Linked DNA regions of Mus musculus: regions 1 and 3 are each linked to region 2. Evidence: chromatin contacts called from public Micro-C and promoter capture Hi-C data. All regions are on one chromosome and are shown on one strand. The core of a region is the stretch at or near the end of the contact, and the rest is flanking DNA. Distances in the headings are between cores, read along the strand shown.

Region 1 (3,742 bases), core at 479-2,978, 150 kb before region 2:
CAGTGTTGATCTCTGCACTAAAATGCTTAGATACCACAGTCAGATTCCTTAACTCACGCACAGGGCCCCTCCCTACATGCAGGTGGCTTGCTTGCTACCTGGTCCTGATTCAAGGTCTGAGAGGAGTTGGTCAGAAACTTGACCGAGAAAAAAAGAGAAGAGGTCATCTGCCGAAAAAGTACTTGAAGAATCTTTTGCTGAAGGGGGAAGCTTTAGAGCTAGCCAGAGGTCCAGGGACGACAAGTTTTGAGAGTTCTGGGGAGGGGGGTCTGGAGAGATGGCTCCGCAGTTCAAAACATTGGCTGTTTTTTCCAGAGAACCTGGATTCAATTCCCAGCACCCACAGGCCAATCACTCACAATTGTAATTCCAGTACCAGGGGATCTGACATCCTCACACAGATATACATGCAGGCAAAACACCAATGCACATAAAATAAAACTAAATAAATTAAATAAAAAATAAAAAAAAAGAGCCCGGCAGTGGTGGCGCATGCCTTTAATCCCAGCACTTGGGAGGCAGAGGCAGGTAGATCTCTGGGTGATCTCTGGGTGTTTGAGGCCAGCCTGCTCTACAGAGAGAGTTCCAGAACAGCCAGGGCTACATAGTGTTAGACCCTGTGTTTAAAAGAAAAAAAAATCCTGGGAAAGGGATGGGGGCATTCACAAGGGCATCCAGGGCTCTGGAACAAGCAAGTGTTCTGGGGGAAAAGCCTGGAGGGTTGAGAAAGAGGCTGAGGGTGTCTCTGGAAAGAGCCTAGGGGGATGAAGATGTTGGTATTCCAGAATCCTACCATATCGGGTTGTTGAGACCTACGCTCAGGATCAGTGTCAGGCTCAGAAATTCAGGCACCTCTTAAAATCCATCAGACCACCCCTGAGTATGCCTGACCTACCTCAAAAGATGAGATGTTGCAGGAAACAGGAACGCCAAGAGGTGGAGGATAGGGACAGGGGGTTGGAGAGAGCTAATAGCATCTGGTTAATAATGGGAGGGGTAGGGGATTGGAGTCAGCTTGTTGGTCAGGCCAGCTCTCTGTTACACCATAACTCATTTTTGCCTTTGACCCCCATGGCCAATGTATGTTCCCAGTACGCATACCCAGACCTTACCAGGTTAGTCACTTATATCCCAGAAACAAAATCTGTAACTCCCCAGAAAGCAGTACCCGCTGAGTGGTTACACGCTTGCCTGGCCTAGCTATGAGCCCTATTTATAAGGAAGACGTTGTCGAAAAGGCTCTCTGATCCTACAGCGGGAAACTGAGGCTGGCTGAAAAAGTGGGAAGGGATGAGGGGCAGAACTTCAACCCAGAAGGTGTGCGACGGTTAGGCCAGATTCTGGTTCCCTTATCTAAGCCTCTCCAGACCCTAAGCACTTCCTCCAACCACCCCAACTTTCCGTGTCAGCTCCAAGAACCTGTTTATGGTGACAGGAAGGGAGCCTGAGGTCTTTAGAGCTGCAGAGATCTGGGTAAGAGGCAAGTAGGAGGGGTTCCCTAGCGCCCCCTACCCCAGATTTAAGGTCTGCATGCAGTTCCCAGGAAGCTGTCCGGTTCCCGCAGACACCTTCGCTCTCCCTTCGCTCTCCCTTTCCACAAGCTGGTTGACACGGTAGGCAGACCACTCTGCCGGGTAACTCGCGAAGGCGGAGCGAGCTGTGGGCGCCCCTTCGGGGTGCGGGAGCCGGAGGGGAGCGCAGGAGGTGGGGCCCAGAGGGGCGGGGCGGGGCGGCGGAGAGGAGGGAGGGGCAGGCGCCGGCCGCGGCGACAGCGGCAGCTGCAGCGCGAGCAGGCCGGGCAACGCCGAGAGTACCGACAGCGCGAGGTCCTTGCAGCCCAGCGCAGCCATGTGAGTGTCCGCGCCGTTTCCTAAGGCCGTGGCGGGGAGAAGGGGCGAGCTGTGGATCCCGTGCGTCCTGCACCCGCGCCGCCCATCGGCTCCCGGACTTGCGACCGGGTCCCGCCTCACCCCGTTCTCGCGACCCGGATCGCGCCGTGTCTTTTCTCCCCACCCCCACCCCCACCCCGGGCACGGAGAACGCAGCTTCGCCCCACAAAAGCCGCCGCCTCCGGCTCTGCCGCGCCCGCCGCCTCCTCCCTTCCCTTCCGCGCCCAGGCCGCCACGGCAGTGCCCCGGGGCTCCACTGTGGGCAGGCCCGAGGGCGAGCCTGAGACGCCTTTCTGGGCCTGGGATTGGCTTTATCCTGGAGCCTGCGGTGCGGCAGAGGCTGATCTGGGAATGGGAACGGGGCGACAGGGTGCAGGAGACCCCCTAGATGAGCTAGCTAGTGTTCCTGGCCCTGGTCGACCTAAGCTGCTTTGGGGCCAGGCCCGAGGTGACTGAAGACTGAATTTGCCCGAGGCCACACTCTCCACCCAAACCGAAGCTGAAGCTGGAGAAGGTCGTTTTGGCGGCGGTCGACAGACCCTGTCCCTGGAAATGGAAGCTGCTATGGGGACTCAGCAAACAGTCAGAACTAAGCATCCTGTAGAACTGGTTTGGGGAAGGGGTTGTTCAACCAGGGCTAGAGCCCCGGCTATGTCAGCTTTTAGGACCCTCTGTCCTCCTATCTTAAGTTAAGTCTGAGTGTGACCTCTCTTACCGGCCCTTCCAAATCATTTCTGATGTGCGTGCAGGCTGGTCTCGTGTGTAAAATCTAATACAATAATAACGGTGTCCTGGCCACCGTCTATGTGGCTGCGTGCGTCTTGGACCTGCACATTCGACTGACATGCAGCCTTCTGAGAAGGTGTATGACCATCTGGCAGATGTAAATACTGGGCCAGAGAGGTTAGCAGCATTTTCAAGGTCACACAGCTGGGTTGGGAAGAAGCAAGAATTCACTATCCACCTCTCTAGTATTGACAGTGGGGGTTGGGAGCACTACAGCCGGACAAGGACTGCCAAGGCTCCCTCGTCTACCTCCCACACAGTCCTGGGCCCTGTGGGCAGCAGAGCGAGATGAGCAGTCCCTGGGCCTGGGTTTGGGTGGGAGGGAGGGGAGCGCACAAGGCGTTTGGACTAGGATCTGCCTAGGTGGAAAACCAGGCGAGGAGGGCGAGAGTGAGTCAGAGCGTTCCCAATCCGCCACCGCTGGGACTCGCGACCTAGCCAGACCTAGCCGGGGGAGGCTGTCCAGCTCCCAGAACGCGGCGGGACAGGGAATGTGACCAGCTGACCAGGGAGGAGGCTGGCAGGAAGTGAGGCCACTAAGTAGTCTCCACCCGGTTCCGGGGTGGGGTGGGGGTCTTAGGCCATAGCAGGCCCCCCTCCCCTTTTCAGTGGCAGTTCTGGTTGGCGGCTGCCAGATGACGTCAGCAACTAGGTTTGGGGCAGTTGCCATGGAGACAGGGACAGGCTTTTGCGCGCGACCCCCTTCTCCCTTGCAGCCACCCTTTTGCCTGGGTTATTTATAGCTTCTGTTTACCTCAGTCTACTGTAGCCCTACAGCTGAGTCGGGCTGGACCTAGAGACTCGTGGAGAGGCTGTAGCTAGTGTGGTGTGCGCTAGGTGAACAGTACTATTGGTCTTACTTTCCGCCCCATGCTGGTGGTTTTGTCCTGGCACACAGGAACGATCGGGAGGTCTATGGAAAGTGGGTTCGTGCAGGCAATTAAGATTCCATTCGCTGTCGAGCTGCACGCCTCATAACCTTTGGGACTTGATTCTTTATCGTTTCCAGAACTCACCTGAGTTGGCAGGAGCTGAGACTTCTCTTAGCAGCCAGCACCTACCAGTTG
Region 2 (3,651 bases), core at 753-3,252:
GGATTATAGGCATTTATCAGCCTCACACACACACACACACACACATACACACACACCACAAAAGTGGCTGATCAGGTAAAAAGTATCCGCTGCCCAGCCTGACATCCAAGTTTTAGCCCCAGGATCCACATGGTAGGTCTAGATGTCCCCGACCTCCATATTCATACACACAAAATTAATTAATAAGTTGTAAAAAAAACTATTTTTAATGGAAGACTACAGATCTACATCAATTAATACAGCGCATGCCTGGCACACACAACGCCCTGGGTTCAATTCCCAATGCTTTATAAAACCAGACATGGTAGTACACTCTCAGCCCGTGGCAGGCAGAGGCAGGAGGGCCAGAAGTTCAAGGTCATCTTTAGCTACACAGCGAGTTTGAAGCCAAATCTCAATAAATAAATTGAATAATTAAAGGATTAGACCCAGACCAATAATTTTATAGGAAAAGTGAGACAACACATAATAAGAGTACATTCCTTACAACAGAATTTTTATCTATAAAATATAGATTCTACCAAAAGAACTGCCTACAAAAATCTCCACTTCTGGGCTCCAAAACATGTTTTCAATTCTAGTCCTAAAGAGTTAATTTTCTCGATTTCTGTAAAATGGGTGTCCTGCAGCTTTTGTGTTCTCTGGTGTAGTTTTTCAGGAGGAAGTGAGTTTCCTATCACAAACAAATCTAGCTTCCCCTACTCAAAGACAATCATCTTCTCTTTACCACTTCATATCATACGGGCTGTTTCTTTCAACTGAATGGTCTTCCATTAAGAAGTCTTTGTGCGCGGGCAGTGGTGGCACACGCCTTTAATCTCAGCACTCAGGAGGCAGAGGCAGGTGGATTTCTGAGTTCGAGGCCAGCCTGGTCTACAGAGTGAGTTCCAGGACAGCCCGGGCTACACAGAGAAACCCTGTCTCGAGGGGGGAAAAAATAAAAAAGTCTTTGTGGCCACAAATCATAAAGTTAGTGCTGCGGCCGGTTTTCATTTCTTTCTCATGTACTCTTTACTTAGCAGGACACTGGGAGCAAGGAACATAAGTGTAAGATAACTTCCTTGCTGTCTATCCAACGCAATTTTATACCTTTACATTTCCGTCCTGTTCTTTAGATTCTGAGGCAGTCCGGAAGGCAAACTGTCCTCATGGCCATTCACCAATGCCCATCTCTCCAGGCATGTCTTTCCTCACCAGGGCTGTAATAAAGCCCTGACAGAAACACCTCATCTCATCTTTTGTTTCCACAAGTCCATCCGTTTGTTTGTTTGTTTGTTTCCTGAGCTACAAAAGCAGGCCATGGCCAACCAGGCACTCAGGCAGGGCTGGCAGGGTAAATCAAATGCTTCTAGGATGTTCCTTTTTCAAGCTTTTACCTGAACACCAGTTTCTTACATACTTTCTGCCTCAAGTGCAATCTCATTTTTCAATAGCTAGTAAGGCGACGAGTCCTTTGTCTGAAGTGTCCACACCTCACAAATCCTCATCCACAAAGCGCCCATCCTCACTCAGGTAATGGGGTGATCTGCTCCGCAATGGGCGGGGTAGCCTAGGGTTTCACATCTTTATGGGGATGGGTTAGGTTCAAGCAAGATCCTTACAGGATCCAAAATTCTGCGTCCGAATGTAGCAGGTCCCATCTCCGAGGTGGAGAAAACGAACCTCGGAGCGACCTCGTACTCAATGCCGTGCACACACTGGCATTTAGCACAGCCCTCCTCCAGCCAGGGCCCCCGCGTATACTCGCTTCCAACCTCCGGAGCCGGGCGGCGGCAGAGGCCGGGCCAGCGCCCGCTCCCGGCCGCGCCATGCCCTCTTTCACCCTCGCCCGCCGCCGGCTGCCTCTCACCTGGCATGCTGGCATTGCCCGCCCAGAGCTGCACGAGAGACCATGGATCCGGAGGGGTTTCCGAGGCCGTCCGCCTGCCCTGAGGGAGGCTAGTGCGGATGCGCGCGCGCCGGAATCCAAAGCACCGATACCGGGAACACGCCGCCTGGTTTCTAAGGAACAGGGGTCTCTGGTACGGAGGGGCGGGGCGGCAGGAGGACAGCGCATGCTCAGTGATGGGAGGTGGACCCGCGGGAGGCGGGGCCGGGATGAAGAGCTGCGCATGCTCGCGCCTTGGGGGTGGTGCTTGGGAAACCTTCAGGGAGCCTATTGCTGTCAAGTTTTCGGTGGTAGATGTGTTGATGGTAGCTGTGCTTCCAGCTTCGGGCGCTCTCAGATTTGCCAACCGGCCTCAAGAATGTAGATAGATGCTTTAGAGTGTTTCCTGGAATGAAGGTCTCGACAACGACCTATGTAGAAGCACAGGTATCTCCAACTGGTCGGATTTCTTTTTTGTTCGTTTTTTTTTTTTTTTTTTTTTAGTTTGTTTGTTTGTTTTTTGTTTTTTTTTCGAGACAGTGTTTCTCTGTATAGCCCTGGCTGTCCTGGAACTCACTTGTAGACCAGGCTAGCCTCGAACTCAGAAATCCGCCTGCCTCTGCCTCTTCCTCTGCCTCCCAAGTGCTGGGATTAAAGGTGTGCGCCACCATGCCGGGCCTGGTCAGATTTCTTGACAGGAAAGATTGGCTTTCGTGTTTGCTCAGGTGTCTGGTCTCTTTCTCTGGGTGTTCTTTAGTTGTTCTTTAAACGTCGTTTCTCTTTTAGGCTGTAATCTGAAGTTCCCCTGACCTCCTTATGGAGCCTGTGTTCTCCCAGGGAAATACATCTTGTAATGAGGTCAGCCTTAGTTTTACAGTGAAGCCGGTTGACTTCAGTGTGAAATTGGCTCTGTAGAATGTGACTGGGTTGGTTTTTTGTTTATGTATGTGTGTGGGAAGACTCTCTTGGTTACTTCTTAGTTGCAAAAAGGGAGGCTCCCAGTCCTCATCCCACAGCAAGCTGGAGAGATAGACTATGCCTGCTGACCTGAGGGGGTTCTGTGACCCTTTATCAGTTGTAGGACTTGCCACCATTACCACTTTGTCTCTACCCCTGGCAACTTCCAGAGTGAAACAAAATCTTAACTTTGAATCCTCTTCTTCAAATGGGCCTTTGTCTCCTGTCCATTGGAGACAAAGGATCAGAGTTAAAAATAAAAAGTGGATGTGCTGGGCTGGAGAGGTGGCTCAGTGGTTAAGAACACTGACTGCTCTTGCAGAAGACCAGGGTTCAGTTCCCAGCAACCACATGGTGGCTCACAGCCATCTGTAATGGGATCTGATACACTCTTCTGGTGTGTCTGAAGACAACAACAATGTACTTGTATAAATAAAAATATCTTTTTTAAAAATTGGATGTACTTTTTTTTATTTCTTGACCATGGTAATTCTTAGATCAAGGTTTTTCAGTAGGGATACTACTGTCATTTGAAGCATGATAGTTTTTTGTTGGCTAGAGCCTTTTGCTATAGGATGCTTAACAGTATCCTTGGCCTCTACCCAGTAGACGTCATTTGCATACAACTCCAGTTGTGTCTACCAAAAGTTACTTATCTGATTTCCCATTTCTTCCTCATTAACTCTTCCTTAAGAATTGTAGCTGGCTGGGCGGTGGTGGGTGGTGGCGCACACCTTTAATCCCAGCACTTGGGAGGCAGCGGCAGGTGAATTTCTGAGTTCGAGGCCAGCCTTGTCTACAGAGTGAGTTCCAGGACAGCCAGGGCT
Region 3 (3,703 bases), core at 242-2,741, 240 kb before region 2:
TAAAAGAACTCAAAGCCACACACCCAAGGTCAGGGACACACAGCTTACTCAGGCAAGTCCTGACACCCAGGCCAGGGTTCCACCATTGTCCATATTTATAGACAGAGGATGGGTGGATGGAAACACACGAGTGACTCTGAGTGGGGACAGAGGAGTGACTCTGAGTGGGGAACAGGGGTCTTCATGCAGAGTTCTTCCTCTCAAGAGAGTCTGGACACCAGCTCCTTCCCGAAGAGTTCACTGGCTCTTCAGGAACCCACACCCGGATGGAAGGGAGGGCTTTGAGTGTTTACATGAAACACTGGACCGGATTCTGGATACAGGGAAGAGAATGAACCGCAGGACAGAGAGCTGTGATAAGGAATCTATGACCCTCTCAGGACCTAGAAAGGATAGAGATGAGGAATGGGGAGGTGTGTGTGTCAAGGGGGGAAGGTCTGGGGGTTCACAGACGTAGGGATCTCCACAGCTCGGCTTTGCTCCTCGCTCTGCACTTAACCCCCAGTGCCTGCCAGAGCCCTGGCATGCATGTTAGGCACAGGTTGCCAGACACGGGGGTGGCGCAGGGTGCCAGGCCACACACAAACAAGGACCTTCATACACACAGGGAGGGAAATGCACCCACACACTACTTAATTCATCCCCTGGGGACTCAGTGTAGCAGATCAGGGACCACCCTGTCCTGACCCTTCTCCCAGGTCTTCCCATTAACTGGTTCCTGGGGAGGGGGTAGATGAAGCTAAAGAAAAAAGGAGACCTTGATGCCTTCATTGACCTTTCCATCTCTGTCTTTCTCTGTGTGTTTCTGTCTCTCTGTATGTATGTCTCTCTCCTCCTCCTCCTTCCTCTCCCTCCATCCCCAGTTCTAGACTATGGAAGAAAATGAAGTGAAACAGAACCCCCCTTCTCTCCTAGCTGTGGCTGAGAACTACCCAGGTGAGAGTGCACATTTGGGCGTGTGTACCAGGGACCTAAGGCCATGCCTGGCACTGCATGCGGGGGCGGGTGTGGCTGGCAGCAGACTCTGGCTGCTTCCATGCAGTGTTCTGGAAGTCATGGCAGTCACAGCCACAGCAATGTGGAATACTTGAATGAAAGTTGGTGGTGGTGGTGCTGATGTTGGTGGTATGTGTGTGTTAAGTATCCCTGAGGAAGCGTGAGCAGGATGTGCACTCCTGAGCTCGGAGGCTCAGAGTCCTTGGCATGCCAATAGGCGCACAGGAGTGAATGAGATGTAAGGCACAGGGTTGGGCAGACTGGCCCTTTCCCGGGCGAAGCTGGCGACTGACGGCTCCGCCTCATGCAACTTGGGGACTTTGTTCCGGCTTCTTCGAAAACGGATCTAGACAGGGGGGCTGGGCGGGGGGGCACCTGCCTGGCGTGGGGTGCTAAGATAGAAGTGGAGGAAAGCCCCACCCTAGCCCCGCCTTCGCACCGCCCCAACCCCGCCCCCAGGGCGCTTTATAAGCTGGGTCCGAGGACCCCGCAAAGAAAGCGAGTATCCCTCCCACCCCAGGCCGGTGTTCCTCTGCATTCCGTGTCCTAGCCTCGAGTCCCTCTCGGCGCTCCCCAACCAGGCCCCCGCCCCGCCCCAGCCCGGCCCCGAAGTCATGGAGCGCTGGCCTTGGCCGTCGGGCGGCGCCTGGCTGCTGGTGGCTGCCCGCGCGCTGCTGCAGCTGCTGCGCTCAGACCTGCGTCTGGGCCGCCCGTTGTTGGCGGCACTGGCCCTGCTGGCTGCTCTCGACTGGCTGTGCCAGCGCCTGCTGCCCCCGCCGGCGGCACTCGTGGTGCTGGCTGGTGCTGGCTGGATCGCGTTGTCCCGCCTAGCGCGCCCTCCTCGCCTGCCGGTGGCCACTCGCGCGGTGCTCATCACCGGTGAGTGTGCAGAGCGCAGGGACTCCAGGCTGGAGGGCGGGACCGCACACCTAGAGGGTTTCCCTTGGGCGCCATCAAGGGGAACTCCGCAGCTCAGACGTAAGAGTCCTTCTCTAAACGCAAGAAAGTGAGCCAAGTAGGAAGCTCCGGGCACCTCACCAAGTCTGGGTTAACTACCTGCGACCGCGAGGATTATTGGTGAGAAAGTAGAGAGTGGGCAGGTGCTCAAAGGAAACTAGTGACTGAAAGAGGAGAAACTTAGTTTATGCTGAGCTCCTTAAGAGATCAGGTGTGGAGCAGAAGACAGTACTTTAGGGGACTTCAGAAGACCCGAGACGGGGATAATGCCATCTCTTGAACTCTGCCTGACATCCCCCACATCACTAGAACACAGTATCTGCTATTCTCTGGGGGCAGAGTGCTTAGATGGTGAGTTCTGCTCCCCGACCTCCTCTGGCTGGAATCCTTGGAGTTCAGAACCGCCTGAGTTCACAGCAGCTGGAGAGTAGCTGCTTCTTAGATCCAGCTACCCACTGCCAAAACTGCAGCCGCCTGCAGTCTACACCTAACACCTCATCCTGCCCAGCCCTGGGTGCCCAGGAAAGGGTCCTCAGAGAGCTGGACTCAGGTGTCTCTAGTGCCTGCCTGTGCTTTCTTTGTCTGGAGCAGGGAATAAATCTGTCATCAGGAGGGAAGGGGAGGGGAGGGGGGCTGCAGACCCAGCAGGAAATGGGGAGGGGGAGGAAGGCCAGGGGGCATTGGTCCATTGCATGGGGGGAGGGGCAGCTGTTTCTCCCCCAACCACCATGGCTTCTTGGAGGTCTTGGTCCTTTATGGGTGGTCTGCATGATAGGATAGGGCCGGGAGACTTTAGGAGGAAATCCTTGAACTGGACCTTGGAGGGAGTTGGGTAGTGACAGGTGGAATCTGAAAGGTGTCTTGGATCCTAGAAAGGGCGTGAGACAAAGGTTTAAGACAGAAAGAAATAAGCACGGTTTGGGAAGGGGACAGTCAATAACCAGTCTGGCTGGGGGGGGGGGGGGATGTGAAGTTTCCTTGGGAGGAGACCCGAATGTCAGGTGAGAAACCAGATTGCACTAAGGTGATATGGCTTCGGAAGAGAGGGTGGAGGTTGAGTAGGACTCAGGTGATATGGAAGAGACTTCCAGAGTGAGTGTGAAGCCACGGCAAGCCCCCCCCCCCCCCCCCTTTCAGGAGCCTGAGGAAGGAAAGCTACTGAATTCCCTTGAAATGAAGCAGGGACTCGTTATAGGCTCTGCCTTCAAACATGGAACAGATCTCTTCCTGTCCTGTGTGAGCGGCTTTCACCAGATCCTATGCCACTTCAGGTTCTACTGATACAGCTGGGGCATCCTGAGATCTCACCTCAGGTCTTTGCTACTGGTCTAGTCTTGAGCCTGAGCAAGAGGTGAGAAGAGGGATGCTTTCTGTGCCCCAGGCTCCTTCCATCTCTGCAAACCTCAGTGTTTGGGAGAAGAGAATTTGGCCCCAGCCTACTCCCGTGTAAGCACTGGAAGTTGGCTTCTAGCTTCCTGATGCCTGAAAACTCTGGGGTTTTCCGAGTCACCACCAAGCAGCAAGAGCACTTAAGTGACCGGTTCTTGACCCACCTGCCAAGAACACTGCGCTTTCTGCCTACACTCATCCCTCCCCAAGAATGCCCAAGAATTGTTTGTCAAACCTAGGCCACAAGCTCAGCCATGCTGTCATGTCTGGGCTGTGTGACTTGGTACCTTGTGTGCATGCATTATGTATGTGTCTTCGTGCTGAAGGGAGACAGGGGTCAAGCTCGTGTGTGAACATGCAG

What was found. Promoter capture Hi-C pulls out the DNA fragments that hold promoters and counts their contacts. A called contact is a pair of places that touch in the nucleus more often than the background predicts.
Region 1: a promoter capture Hi-C map of pre-B cells shows a contact between it and region 2, with 3 times the contacts expected there. The contact joins the promoter of Ripor1 here to the promoter of Gfod2 in region 2. A contact is called at or near these places in 6 of 39 promoter capture datasets (3T3-L1-derived adipocytes, the C10 cell line, the HPC-7 cell line and 3 more), 1 of 15 datasets of contacts at CTCF or cohesin (CD8 T cells), 3 of 484 Hi-C or Micro-C datasets (B cells, CD8 T cells and embryonic stem cells), 7 of 115 datasets of contacts at active chromatin or transcription factors (the 230-238 cell line, the SCID.adh cell line, bone marrow-derived macrophages and 2 more) and 4 of 9 other capture datasets (adipose tissue, liver, macrophages and 1 more).
Region 3: a Micro-C map of embryonic stem cells shows a contact between it and region 2, with 3 times the contacts expected there. The contact joins the promoter of Hsd11b2 here to the promoter of Gfod2 in region 2. A contact is called at or near these places in 3 of 39 promoter capture datasets (the 3T3-L1 cell line, hippocampal neurons and pre-B cells), 1 of 484 Hi-C or Micro-C datasets (embryonic stem cells) and 1 of 9 other capture datasets (pancreatic islet).

What each region holds. Positions count from the first base shown.
Region 1 is chr8:105,603,501-105,607,242 of GRCm38.p6, forward strand. Ripor1 (RHO family interacting cell polarization regulator 1) reads left to right here and starts at 1,729. Exons shown (of 22, transcript NM_001081241.2): 1 at 1,729-1,850.
Region 2 is chr8:105,756,605-105,760,255 of GRCm38.p6, forward strand. It overlaps Gfod2 (glucose-fructose oxidoreductase domain containing 2), which reads right to left and starts at 2,003. Exons shown (of 3, transcript NM_027469.5): 1 at 1,850-2,003.
Region 3 is chr8:105,517,255-105,520,957 of GRCm38.p6, forward strand. It overlaps Hsd11b2 (hydroxysteroid 11-beta dehydrogenase 2), which reads left to right and starts at 1,492. Exons shown (of 5, transcript NM_008289.2): 1 at 1,492-1,875. The coding sequence starts at 1,611.